Linked DNA regions of Pan troglodytes: region 2 is linked to region 1. The links are chromatin contacts, called in public HiChIP or PLAC-seq maps. All regions are on one chromosome and are shown on one strand. The core of a region is the stretch at or near the end of the contact, and the rest is flanking DNA. Distances in the headings are between cores, read along the strand shown. Region 1 holds the start of PEX19 (peroxisomal biogenesis factor 19). Region 2 holds the start of IGSF8 (immunoglobulin superfamily member 8).

Evidence for each region. HiChIP or PLAC-seq counts read pairs in DNA pulled down with a chosen protein or histone mark.
Region 2: a contact with region 1 is called in an H3K4me3 HiChIP or PLAC-seq map of stem cell-derived excitatory neurons, with 2.9 times the contacts expected there. The contact joins the promoter of IGSF8 here to the promoter of PEX19 in region 1. A contact is called at or near these places in 2 of 7 Hi-C or Micro-C datasets (blood and stem cell-derived neural progenitor cells) and 1 of 1 datasets of contacts at active chromatin or transcription factors (stem cell-derived excitatory neurons).

What each region holds. Positions count from the first base shown.
Region 1 is chr1:88,912,248-88,918,038 of NHGRI_mPanTro3-v2.0_pri, forward strand. PEX19 (peroxisomal biogenesis factor 19) reads left to right here and starts at 3,587. Exons shown (of 9, transcript XM_001171920.8): 1 at 3,587-3,651; 2 at 4,630-4,883. The coding sequence starts at 4,814. It overlaps LOC107968979 (a long non-coding RNA gene), which reads right to left and starts at 5,171. Exons shown (of 3, transcript XR_001710549.4): 1 at 5,084-5,171; 2 at 3,575-3,619. COPA (COPI coat complex subunit alpha) reads left to right here. Exons shown (of 33, transcript XM_001171574.6): 33 at 1-274.
Region 2 is chr1:89,097,582-89,103,569 of NHGRI_mPanTro3-v2.0_pri, forward strand. IGSF8 (immunoglobulin superfamily member 8) reads left to right here and starts at 3,433. Exons shown (of 8, transcript XM_054687457.2): 1 at 3,433-5,411.

The sequences.
Region 1 (5,791 bases), core at 2,337-4,836:
TCCCTCCTCTCCCCACAGCAGCTTTCTTTCCTGTCAACTAGAAAGGAGCAGGATGTAATAAATACATTTTGGTGTGACTAGGCCACACCAACTCTTAATCATCTCCCATTTTCCTTAGACATTTAAATTTCAAGGCAGGTACCCTCTGTGTACTCAGAAATTTGAAGAAGTTATTTGGTTTTCCAAAATGCACACTGCGGGTTATTGATTTGTTCTTTACAACTATTGTTCTCATATTTCTCACACTAAATAAATCTCTATGAGAGCTTCTTGACTTGGCCATTTATTTCTTGGACACTCTCATGTTCTTGTTCACCCATGCAGGCACCCCACCAAAGTACATATCTTCCTTCCAGTAATCATTTTTAATTACAAAATAAACATCCACTATTGGGAAAAAAAAAAAGCTAGCCAGGCATGGTGGTGGGTGCCTGTAATCCCAGCTACTCTGGAGGCTGAGGCAGAGGATTTCTTGAACCTGGGAGGCGGAGGTTGCAGTAAGCTGAGATCGCGCCACCGCACTCCAGCCTGGGCGACAGAGTGAGACTCCATCTCAAAAAAAAGAAAGAAAAAAAGAAGCACATATTTTTCATAGGATATATATGAGGACCTAAACTGCTGTGAAAATGATAGAAAGCAAGTAGCTCCCTTATTCTGTTTTTGATTGCAGCCTTTTATCTTTTGCTAATTATAGCAATATTTATTGAGCACCTGCCATGTGACTGTCACTGTTCTAGATATTTTACATGTAATATACAGATAAAAGAATAGTACTTTATATATATCACAATGATACAATGATTACATTAACAATACAATATTTTGCTTGTCATATGCTAAGAATAATTGGGTAGAGTGACGTTACTGTGCCTTTGATTAAAATAAGTACTTTTTTGCGTGTTAAATTCATGTTTTCAATAAATAATAAATGCATATAGTTGAAAAATCAGTAAATATAAAAAGCTATTCTGTGACAAATCTTTCCACCCTTTCATCAGCCACCCAGTTCCTATCACCTTCCCCTAAACAGGTAACCACTGTTACCAGCTTTCTTACATCCTTCCAGAAATTTTATATATATATATATATATATACACATACACACACATATACATGCACATGCTGATATCACTATGCCATTCTCTATCTCCTTTTATACACAAATGAAACCACACTATTTAACAATTTTGTACCTTTGTTTTTTCATTTAGCATTTTTGGTATTTTCTCGTATCAATATATTAGGGAGCTTCACTTTGTTTTTTACTTCTCTTCATACTATACGTTGTATTTTTTAGCTTTATCTTAAGAGTTGCTTTTTTAAACAGCATCCCTAAACTAAGGCTGCCTTCTCAACAGTGTACATACTACTAATGAGATTGCGCCATTGCACTCCACCCTGGGGTACAAGAGCGAGACTTCGTCTCAAAAAAAAAAAATGTACATATTAGCCGGGAGTGGTGGCTCACGCCTGTAATCCCACCACTTTGGGAGGCCAAGGCAGGCAGATCACCTGAGGTCAGGAGTTCGAGAACAGCCTGGCCAACACGGTGAAACCCTGTTTCTACGAAAAATACAAAAATTAGCTGGGTAGGGTGGCAGGCACCTGTAATCCCAGCTACTCAGGAGGCTGAGGCAGGAGAATTGCTTGAACCCGGGAGGCGGAGGTTGCAGTGAACTGAGATAACACCATTGCACTCCAGCCTGGGGGACAAGAGCAAGACTTTGTCTTAAAAAAAAAAAAAAAAAGCCGGGCGTGGTGGCTCACGCCTGTAATCCCAGCACTTGGGGAGGCCAAGGCAGGCGGAACACGAGGTCAGGAGATCGAGACCATCCTGGCTAACATGGTGAAACCCTGTCTCTACTAAAAATACAAAAAATTAGCCAGGCGTGGTGGCGGGGACCTGTAGTACCAGCTACTCAGGAGGCTGAGGTAGGAGAATGGCATGAACCTGGGAGGCGGAGGTTGCAGTGAGCCGAGATCATGCCACTGAACTCCAGCCTGGGCGACAGAGCAAGACTCTGTCTCAAAAAAAAAAAAAAAAAAAAAGTACATACTACTTTGATGACACTTTCCCAAGTTACAAACATTATCCCTATAAACATAGACAAGTTGGTGGTAAATTTTGGCAAATTTTTTAAATTTATAATTTGCAAATTAAATTACAAAATTAATTTTGCACACAAAAACATTATTACTGAGGGATATGGAAAAACTTTACAATTCCTGCCTCTTGAATCTTACATAATTGGGGAAACAAGATGTGAAATAATTGTGATTCCCAGGCAAGAATAAGAATTTGTTTGATAAACTGTGGAGAACCATTAAATCCTTAAGGAACAGAGTGATGTGAAAGCGCTATAAAATACTGTTATTCAACAGTATTCGCTATACATTAGAAGGGCAGAAGGAGCAGTCAGTAGGTCAGTAAATACTGAGATGAGATGTTAGGAATATTAGTAGTAAAAAGAGAAAAGCAGAAAGAAGTTTAAGAAATAATGCAAAGAAAGAATCATGCTTGTTTTTGACTCCATTTTAATTATCATCTATTATCTTTTAATTAACATGCTTATATTACATTAGTTTAAAGCCAATTGACCAGGTGTAGTGGCTCACATCTATAATCCCAGTACTTTGGGAGGCCAAGGTGGGCATATCACTTGAGGTCAGGAGTTAAAGACCAGCCTGGCCAATATGGTGAAACACTGTCTCTACTAAAAATACAAAAATTAGTTGGGCATGGTGGCGCGAGCCTGCAGACCCAGCTACTCAGGTGGCTGAGACAGGAGAATCACTTGAACCCGGGAGGTGGAGGCTGCAGTGAGCCAAAATTGCACCACTGCACTCCAGCCTGGGCGACAGTGAAACTCTGTCTCAAAAAATAAAACTAATAGAGATGCCTGTTGATAGACAAGTTTTCTTTTTTTAACGTGCTTGTTACAACTATAGCCATATTGGAGATACACGTGTAAGCAGTTTGAATGAGAAAGTCTGGAATAAATTATGTTGCAGGTGTTGGGGAAACAGGTTTATCAGGAAAGGATTTGATTACAGAAGTTTAGAATTGTAAAGGACTTCAAAAGTGATTAGTGGCAGAATTGGGGCTGGAATTTAGGCTTTCTAACTCACAGTTCATAATATTTTGATCCCAAAACACACTACTTGTGGTTGGAAGAAAACAGGTTTTGCAGATATGATTTTACAAGTCTGTGCCCTATCTGTGAAGGACATAGTAAGTGCTTGATCTGGTGCTTGATGCAGTACTCAAATGTGTGTTTAGGAAGCTAAGAATGAAAGTGATGAGGTGAATTAACACAGGATTTTTTTTCATTTAAAATTCTTACCTTGTATCATACTTACTGTGTGTATATCTCATCATACCTCCGGCTCACCCCCACTTAGCTACCTTACAGCAGGGGGTGGTCCTGATTTATCTCTCTGTCCTCACTGTGCCCAGAACAAGACCTTAATAATAGGTGCTAAGTGCGAAAACAGATTTGTATGTGAAACAGTTGCTACATTCTGACATCTGAATAGAACAATTCCAAAGGAGGAAAGGGACGTCTAGAGTTACCTCTATCTGAGCATTCCCCGTGTTCACTCAGTTGGAGGTTGGGTTCTGTGTGGAGAAAAGGAGATGGTTCAGGGAAAGTAAGTCTATTACTACTGCATTCGAATTGCCCTGCTCAGTCCAAGGTCCCAGAGGCTCTCTTAATAACATTGAGTTCTAAGTTCCTGGCCGGCCCTGTGTCCTTTAATCAAACAGTTCTAATAGATAATAGGAAATGAGAGATGCCACTAGATTGGGCAGACAGATGTGCCTGATTAGGGACTGCGAGAGCAAAGAGTGGCCAATGAATGCCTACTAAGTTTTAAACCCTAGCCTGGGAGTTGGGCTTTACAGCAGTGAAGACAACAGACGAAAATCTTTGCCTTCATGGTGTTTAAATTCTGCAGGGTGGGGAGCGGAGAATAAACAAGTACGGTAGATAGTATGTCAGATACTGTTCAGTGTTAGGAAGAAAAGGAACGGGAATGGCCAAGGAAAGCGTTTCAGAAAAGATAATATTTGAGTGAAACAATGAAGTGAAGCCGGGCGCAGTGGCTCACGCCTGTAATCCCAGCACTTCGGGAGGCCGAGGTGGGCGGATCACCTGAGGTCCGGAGTTCGAGACCAGCCTGGCCAACCAGCCCGGCCAACATGTTAAAACCCCGTCTCTACAAAAATTAGTCGGACGTGGTGTCGCGCGCCTGTAATCCTAGCTACACGGGAGGCTGAGGCAGGAAGAATCGCTTGAACCCGGGAGGCCAAGGCTGCAGTGAGCCGAGATGGCGCCACTGCATTCCAGCGTAGGCGACAGAGCAAGACTCCTTCTCAAAAAAAAATTAAAAAAAAAAAATGAAATGAGAGAAAGTAGTATGTTATGTGCCATAATTGTCATCTCAATTATATATGTTTAGATTCTGGTTATTTGTAGGCAGTTTGTCTCAATCTGGCCTACTCACAGCTCAGGAAAAAATAATGAAAGAGCTTCGCCAGGTAATTTGGGAAGTTGAAAGAAAGGAGTCCGGGCCTCTAAAACCAGACAGAAAATAACCCTATCTTATCCCTAATTCTCTGTTTCACAGGAGAAAAGGGAAAAATACCCAAAACACAAACACTCAAAGCTTCCTGGCCCTTTAAAAATGGCGGTTCCGCACTGGTCAACAATACCATTGGTTACCCGAGGCAGAAGAGGGCGGGAGCGAAGGGGTGGAGGGCGTGGCGGCACCGAAGAGGTCCCGCCTCCTACGGCAAGTCGGAGGTAGCAAGATGGCCGCCGCTGAGGAAGGCTGTAGTGTCGGGGCCGAAGCGGACAGGGAATTGGAGGAGCTTCTGGAAAGTAAGAGTCCAAAGTGGGAAAGGCCCGAAGAGGGCAGGTGTGAGGACCCATTCTGGGGGTTAAGTGAACCTGAGATATTAGGGACGGGGCAGGAGAGGCTCTCCAAAGGTTAAATGGGGGCGGAGAGTCTGACCCCCGAGCCCCCCAAAAATCTCTGGGTCATCCTGCCCCACCCCGGCGACTGGAGCTGGGGAGCTCACCTGGGGTCCCTCAGTGGTCCGGATGGTGGATGTTTCCGCAGGACGGCGTTTCATGATACCTCTTCAAACTCCTCTTTAGGTTACTAAGTTCTTAAAGTCCGACTTCAGCAGCAGTAGCAGCAGCAGCAGCATTTGGTTCTTGCTGGGTAGCGAACCACGCACTCACTGATTGCTTACATTAACTCCTAGCAAGCTCGTGGCCGGTCCTCGTGTGCCTCGTCCTGTCTTCCTTTACACGAAAGACACTTTTCTCCTCCTAGTCCTTTTCTCTTTCTCTCGTTAGGCCCCTTAACAGTTATTTCATCTTGTCAGTAGCTCAAGCGGACTCCTTTCCCTTATTTTGAGAAACTGAGGATGTGGCGATTTCAGGGGAAAGCAGTTCACCCTCTTGAAAGACGGGGGATGTTTTCTTAGCATTACTCTCCCCTCCCCTGTTGACTTCTTGCCCAGAGTAGGGCCAGTGCTCTGTCCCTAGGCCTGGCGAGCAGAATGGTGGTGAGGACACAGGCTTTTCAGGGCAGAGGTGAATTTGTAATCGCTTGCTCAATCACGGAGATGTGGGCAGGCAGAAAAATGAACAGAAACCCTGAGGAGTGCCAAGTGACTGTGTAAATTAGTGTACGGTTATCTGCAGAGATCAGGCCAAAGGGAGCTCTAGAAGGTTGTGGGGGAGCACTAAACTGGAGAATAAGAGAAGATAGTTTAATG
Region 2 (5,988 bases), core at 2,183-4,682, 190 kb after region 1:
TGTAGGCTTTGGGGAAGGGCAAAAAAGAGTTAACAGTGGCTTTGAGAAGCTCACAGCCAGGATGGAGAGGCAGATATAAACAAGCCCTGTAATTACAATGCAGAGTGGGAAACTCTACCAAGGAGCTGAGAACAGGGTGCAGTGGGAGCAAGGGGGTGGGTCGCGTTAGCATCAAAACTCTGGGCCCCCGCTCTCTCCCATGGCCAGCTCGGTCACCCCCACTGTTCCATCTGTTTCTTTGTTTTTGCAGAGTCTTTATTTCTGGCTTTGTTTTCCCTTCACTTTCCTAATAGAGAGCCTTTGGAAAAATTCCACTCTTGTTTCAGTTGGAACAGGGAAAAGGAAAATTGTCTACTCTTCAGCCAAAATAGCCAAGGGGTGCTGGGTTCCTGGAGAGTCCAGGTGGACAAGCAGAGGAAGCAGGGACTGTCCCGAGGGAGCCAGGGGAGAGCCTGCAGCGCGGCAGGCATGGGGCAGGGAGAGGTGAAAACACAGGATGAGCTGTGCCTGGCTGGAAGGCCCAGGCGGCTGTGTGCCTCGAATCCTCTTCCAGAGCTCTCTCTGCATCTCCTGTCCTCTGTTCTGATTGGAAGAGAGAGTTGAGACTTCTTCCACTCTTTCCCCACCCAGGTAGCTGTGAAGGGCTGGGACCCCAGAGTTAGAAGTGAGTCTTTGACATTATTCACAGCAGAGGGCTGTGTGTGTGTGTGTGTGTGTGTGTGTGTGTGAAATCCCTCCTTTCCCCTCCCTCTTTCCCCATACCACCACACACACAACGCTCGTTGTTCCCTGGGCCTTCAATTCTGCATTCATCCATTCAACACATATTTATTGAACACTCACTATGTGCTGGAAGCTGGAGCTGTGTAGTGGAAAAAGTTATTTCAGAAGGTTGCATAGGCACCAGATATGCATGTGTGTGCCTGAATATACGCACATGTATGTATGAATCAATGTGGGCAGGCTAGGGAAACAGGAGGAAGAAGGGAAGAAGAATGTTTGGGAAACTGAAGTTTGGGCATCAGGTAGCTTGCATTTGCATCTGGGTGCTACCATTTGCTAGCTGTGTGACCTCGGGTAAATTATATGAGCTTTCTGTGCTTCTGTCTCCCAGCTGTAAAATAGAGATACTCGTAGTATTCACCTCATGGGGTTGTTGTGAAAGCTGAATGAATGAATGCGCACAGAGTGTGTGCAACGGTGCCCAGCATGAAGTAGGTGCTCTGTAGGTATTAGCAATTGTTCCCTTCTCACCCCACTCAGAGCTGGGTGGAGACAAACTCGTAAATGACTGGCAGTCACCTGGTGCTACCCGCCTCCTGCCCCCTGAGGCTCATCTACAACGCTCAGCCCACAAACCTCTGTCTAACCAAACCACTTCCATCTCCTGCCCTTGGCTGACCCCCACTCCACCCTAGGCTGCTCAGGGTAGAGAAAAAGTAATATCACACAGTGGGGGTTGCTTCAGTCCCACGCTACCCTCCAGACATATATCTGAGCTGTCAGTTCCCTCTTAGCAGACTGGGAATGGAGAAGTGGGATGGGTGAGCATCTGGGGCGGAGCCCAGGCTCGCAGCACCCACCCAATGGGACTGGGGAACAAAGAACTTGTCAGGAGGTCAGAAGGGAGATCGAGGGGATTCCAGCTCTGAGGAATCCATGTGTGGCATTTGAGCGTGGGTGGCAGCTGGCAGGAATCCTTGGTTCAGAACTGGCAGGGCCCCCTCAGGAGTCAGGGCCAGATCGTGCCAAAGCCCCAGTGGCATCGTGGCTCTGCTATTCCTGAACAGCTGTGCTGCTCCCCTTGGCATAGGGTTCAAGAATGGGGGCAGGAGTGTGGGCCTAGCCAGGGAAAGAGGAGGGTTCAGAGAGTAGACACACACACACACACACACACACACACACACACACACACACACACAGTCCACCATGAAGGTGCAGATGCCTGGCTCAGGGAGAAAAGAGGGGAGGGAGAGGGTGGAAAGCGAATGTGTGTGTGTGTGTCGGGGGGGGAGCTGGCTTGTGGTTCTGTCAGTGTGTTTGGTGTTTGGGTGTGCATAATGTCTCTGTGTTTATCTTTGTGTGTGCACTTCTGTTTCAGTGTGTCTCTGAATGAGTTTGTTATCAGGGCGAGGGTAGGTTTTTGTGCTACTTCTGTCTCTGACTCTGCTTGAGCCTCTCAGCAACTCAGCAGAGAGAATTTTCCCTTCTGGGAGGGTGGGAAAATATAGCTCATCAGGGCAGTATGGGCCAATGCTTTATAAACACACATAAATCACAGGACATTCTTGTGTGTGATCCTTAGCTCCCCACAAAGCTAGGGTTGATACACATTTAAAAGAGAGAGAGCTGAGTCCTATGTATGCTTGTGCCATTTCTATATGTCTGACAGTCTGACGAGCATGTGTGCTTATGTATTTGATGTATTTGTCACTTTGTCCCCATGGCAGTATCTGTGTCTACAGCTTGGTATATACTCATGTGTGCTAAGCCCATATTTAACTGTGTCCCTAGTGACGTTTGTCTTTAAGCAGCAACATAACAGGAGTTAGAAGCACAGGCTCCACAGTGAGGTGATCCGTTTCGAATCCCTGTGTGGACAGTAACTAATCCATTAACCTTGGACAAGTTTCTTAACTTTTCTATGCCTCAGTTTTCTCACAGGGATAATAATAGCACGTGAGGATAAATGAGATCACATTTAGTGCCTGACACAGGTCAGCATATGTGAATGGTCCTGTCTTTGAACGTGCTCCTCTCTGAGAGCTGTCTGCTTGGTTGTGACTGTGGTGTGTCACATCTCAGCTGGATTATAAACTGCTTTTGGGCAGAGCGTGGGTCTCAATTATCTTTAACAATACTCATGACTCCTCAGTGTCACCTTGGTGTCTTGTGTATATGTCATCTTGAGGTGAAATGAGACCTGTTTCATGTGAAACAGGACAGGTGTCGGATGCAGGCCCACGCCTGGGGTAGTACATGGAGGGCAGGTGGGAAGCTGGTGATGGCAGTGACAACACAGCCCAGCCGGGCATCAGGGTCCCTCATGGTCACTACTGCATACCTGCCAGGTCTCTCTGCAAACCCAGGCTCCCTCCTCCTTCGTGTCTCAGTCTGGCCTGGAAACTCACTGAAGGGCTTCCTTCCTCCTTTCTCTGCTCACCCCACCCTAGGGCACCAGCCTAGGTGTGTGTTTTTAATGGATGAGATGAGTGCCCTCCAATCTACACCATGCATCGCTGTTTTGCAGCTTGTGTGTGTTTGCGCATGGCTCTGTGGGGGTGTGTTTCTGGGAGCCGTCTTTCTGTCTGATCCCCGCTCCATTACAGTGGGGACATGTGTCTGTGTGTGTGACGTGCCTCGTGCCTGGGGTTTGTTCTCCTCCCCCAGCTTTCCCAGTTACATAAGCAGCTGAGGGGTCCGTCAGGCCTGGGCTGTGGGCTCCCTCTGCTGGCCGCCTCTGGAACCTGCAGTCTGGGTTCCAGAGGTGCCTGGGTTCCAGAGGGGCCTGCTGAAGACACTGTTCTCTCCTTGGGCCTTATCCCTTCTGGAGGGAGACACCAACCCAGTTCTCAACGCCAACCTGCCCCCAGCTCCTTCCCAGCCCCGGGCCACAGGGTAAGAGAGGATACCTCACCTCCCTGAAGACCCCTCTCATCATGCTCATACTGGGGGTTGGTTATGACTTGTTTATGAAATGTATCCCTAACATATAGAACTATGTTCCCTGAGGGCAGGGGAGCAGGCCCACCTTGTTTACCATGGCATCTCCAGTGCCCAGTACAAGGCCTGGACCAATCAATATTTGTTGAATGACTGAGTTTACAGGGTGGAGAGGCTTGGGAGGAGGGACAGTGAGGTGTAGGAAGATTTGGGGCTTTGGGGACAGACAGACAAGCCTGGGCTGAAGTCACCCCTAAGCCACTTAAAAACTGTGTGGCCTTGGGCAAGGTACTTAACCTGCCTAACCTCAAGTTTCTCTTCTGTTAAATGACACCACCTTGCAAAATATGCTATAAGGACTAGGACTAATATCCAAAAGGGCCTTCTTGTGTAAGCATTTCATAAATGACATCTATCATTATTACAATTGGTAACATCTTTCATCCCTCAAGCATCATGAAGGCATTAAATCCACTCGATAATTAAATCCATTATAAAGGGAGAGACGTGTTCTTCCAAAAGCTTCCCCTATGAGTTTCAGTTTTCACATAGCTCGATATGCCTGTGGATGGATTTAGATGATGAGGTTCTGGAGCAACCTTCTGGATATTTCAAAGTGGGAATAAACAGGCACCCTATTGCCCTGTTCATGGGCCAGTGCTGGCAGTCCTGGGAAGTGAGGGCTGGACCTCTGATCTCCCTTCAAGGCCTCAGTTTCTCTGGCTTCTCCAGGGTTCCTCAATGTGGCTTCTACTGGCAACCCCGTGAGCATCTTCTCAGAGTCAGGCACTGTGCCACGCTTGAGGAATACCATGTCAAGGAAGGTCTGGTCTGGCCTGTGCCACTTACCCTCTCTGGGCCTCAGTTTCCTCTTCTGTAAAGGGGGGGGTGAGTGAGTGGGAGGGAAGGGGGATGAGAGGGGAGAGGGAGGATGTTGGAGGGTAGAGGGTGGTAAATGGGCTCTGGGGTCACCTCCCACTGACAGTCACTCTGACAGCCTTGGCTTTGCAAACCTGGCCATCTCTTCTCCCCATTCTGGTCTCATCCTTCCTGCCCCTGCCCACTTCCCATCTTTACAGTTCAGGAAGAGACAGAGCACCTGGGAAGGGTGCCTCCTCCATTCTCCCACCTCCAGGGCAAGCCCCACTCTTCCTAGAACAGAGCAATGTTCATCTCTTCCCACTGTCACTGAACATAGAGACTCCTTCACCTAAATGCCAGGTCTAAACTAGGTCTAAACTAAGCCTCTTAGGAAGCAGTTCAAATAATAATTCAAAACCTAAAACAAAATAATCCTTCTTTATCTCCCATTTCGTGTTAGTTTCCTGTGCCAAACACTTTATGTACATTACCTATCATCACAATAACCCTTTGGGTGATGTGATCAACCTGAATTCAATTTGCAGAGGAGAAAACTGAAGTTGAAGGAGGTTAAACAACTGGGCTAGGATCACCCAACCCAGAAATGACGTCACATGGACGGCCCCCTCTCCTAATCCATTTTTCTTTTGGTTTTGCCCTCTGAGGGGGTGAAAAACAGGTCTCCAGTGACCTTCTGGATCCTGGAAGCGCCCTTCAGCTCAAACCCTTCGCATTCAGGAACTCCTGGCTTCCGCCAACCCCTACTTCAGCAGGGTTTGCAGCGAGGACTATGGCTCAGAGCAAATAACTGAATTCTAAATGCGTGGTCACAGTCACCTCGCCAATCCCAGGGACCCTGCACCCAGCTCTCCAGGAAAGGCTGGCAGGTGCGGGGTGGAATGCGCTCTGTGCGAGGGTGGGTGGGAATTTCGATGCGCAGAGGTGCAGTTAGCTCACTCCTGCAGGGGCCTCGGGCGGAGCCAGGGCCAGGGGCGGGGCGAGGCCGGGGTCCAGGGCGGAGCCAGGATTGGAGGCTGACGTTAGCCCTGCGGGGACGGAGAAGGGGTGCGGCTCGGGACTGGGGCGGGGCCGGGGCCCGGGGAGGAGCCAGGATTGGAGTCCGACTGTAGTCCTGGTGGGGCGGGGCGGGGGAGGGGCCGGAACTGGGGCTGGGCCGAGGCCCGGGGCGGACCCAGGGCTGGAGTCTTGGCGGGGCGGGGCGGGGCGGGGCGGGGCCAGGGCGGGGCTGGGACTCGATGGGACGCAAAGGTGAGTTTCGAGGGGCGGGGCGGGGCGGGGGCGGGGCGGGGCCGCGGCCAGGTGCGGAGCAAAGGCCGGAGTCTGGCGGGGGTGGGGCGGGCAGGGCCAAGGCAGGGTCCGGGGCGGGGCGGGCCTAGACGGGGCGGGGGAAGGGGCGGTGCCGGGGCGGGCCGGGGCGAGAATGGTTTCAAAACTGCCGAGGGC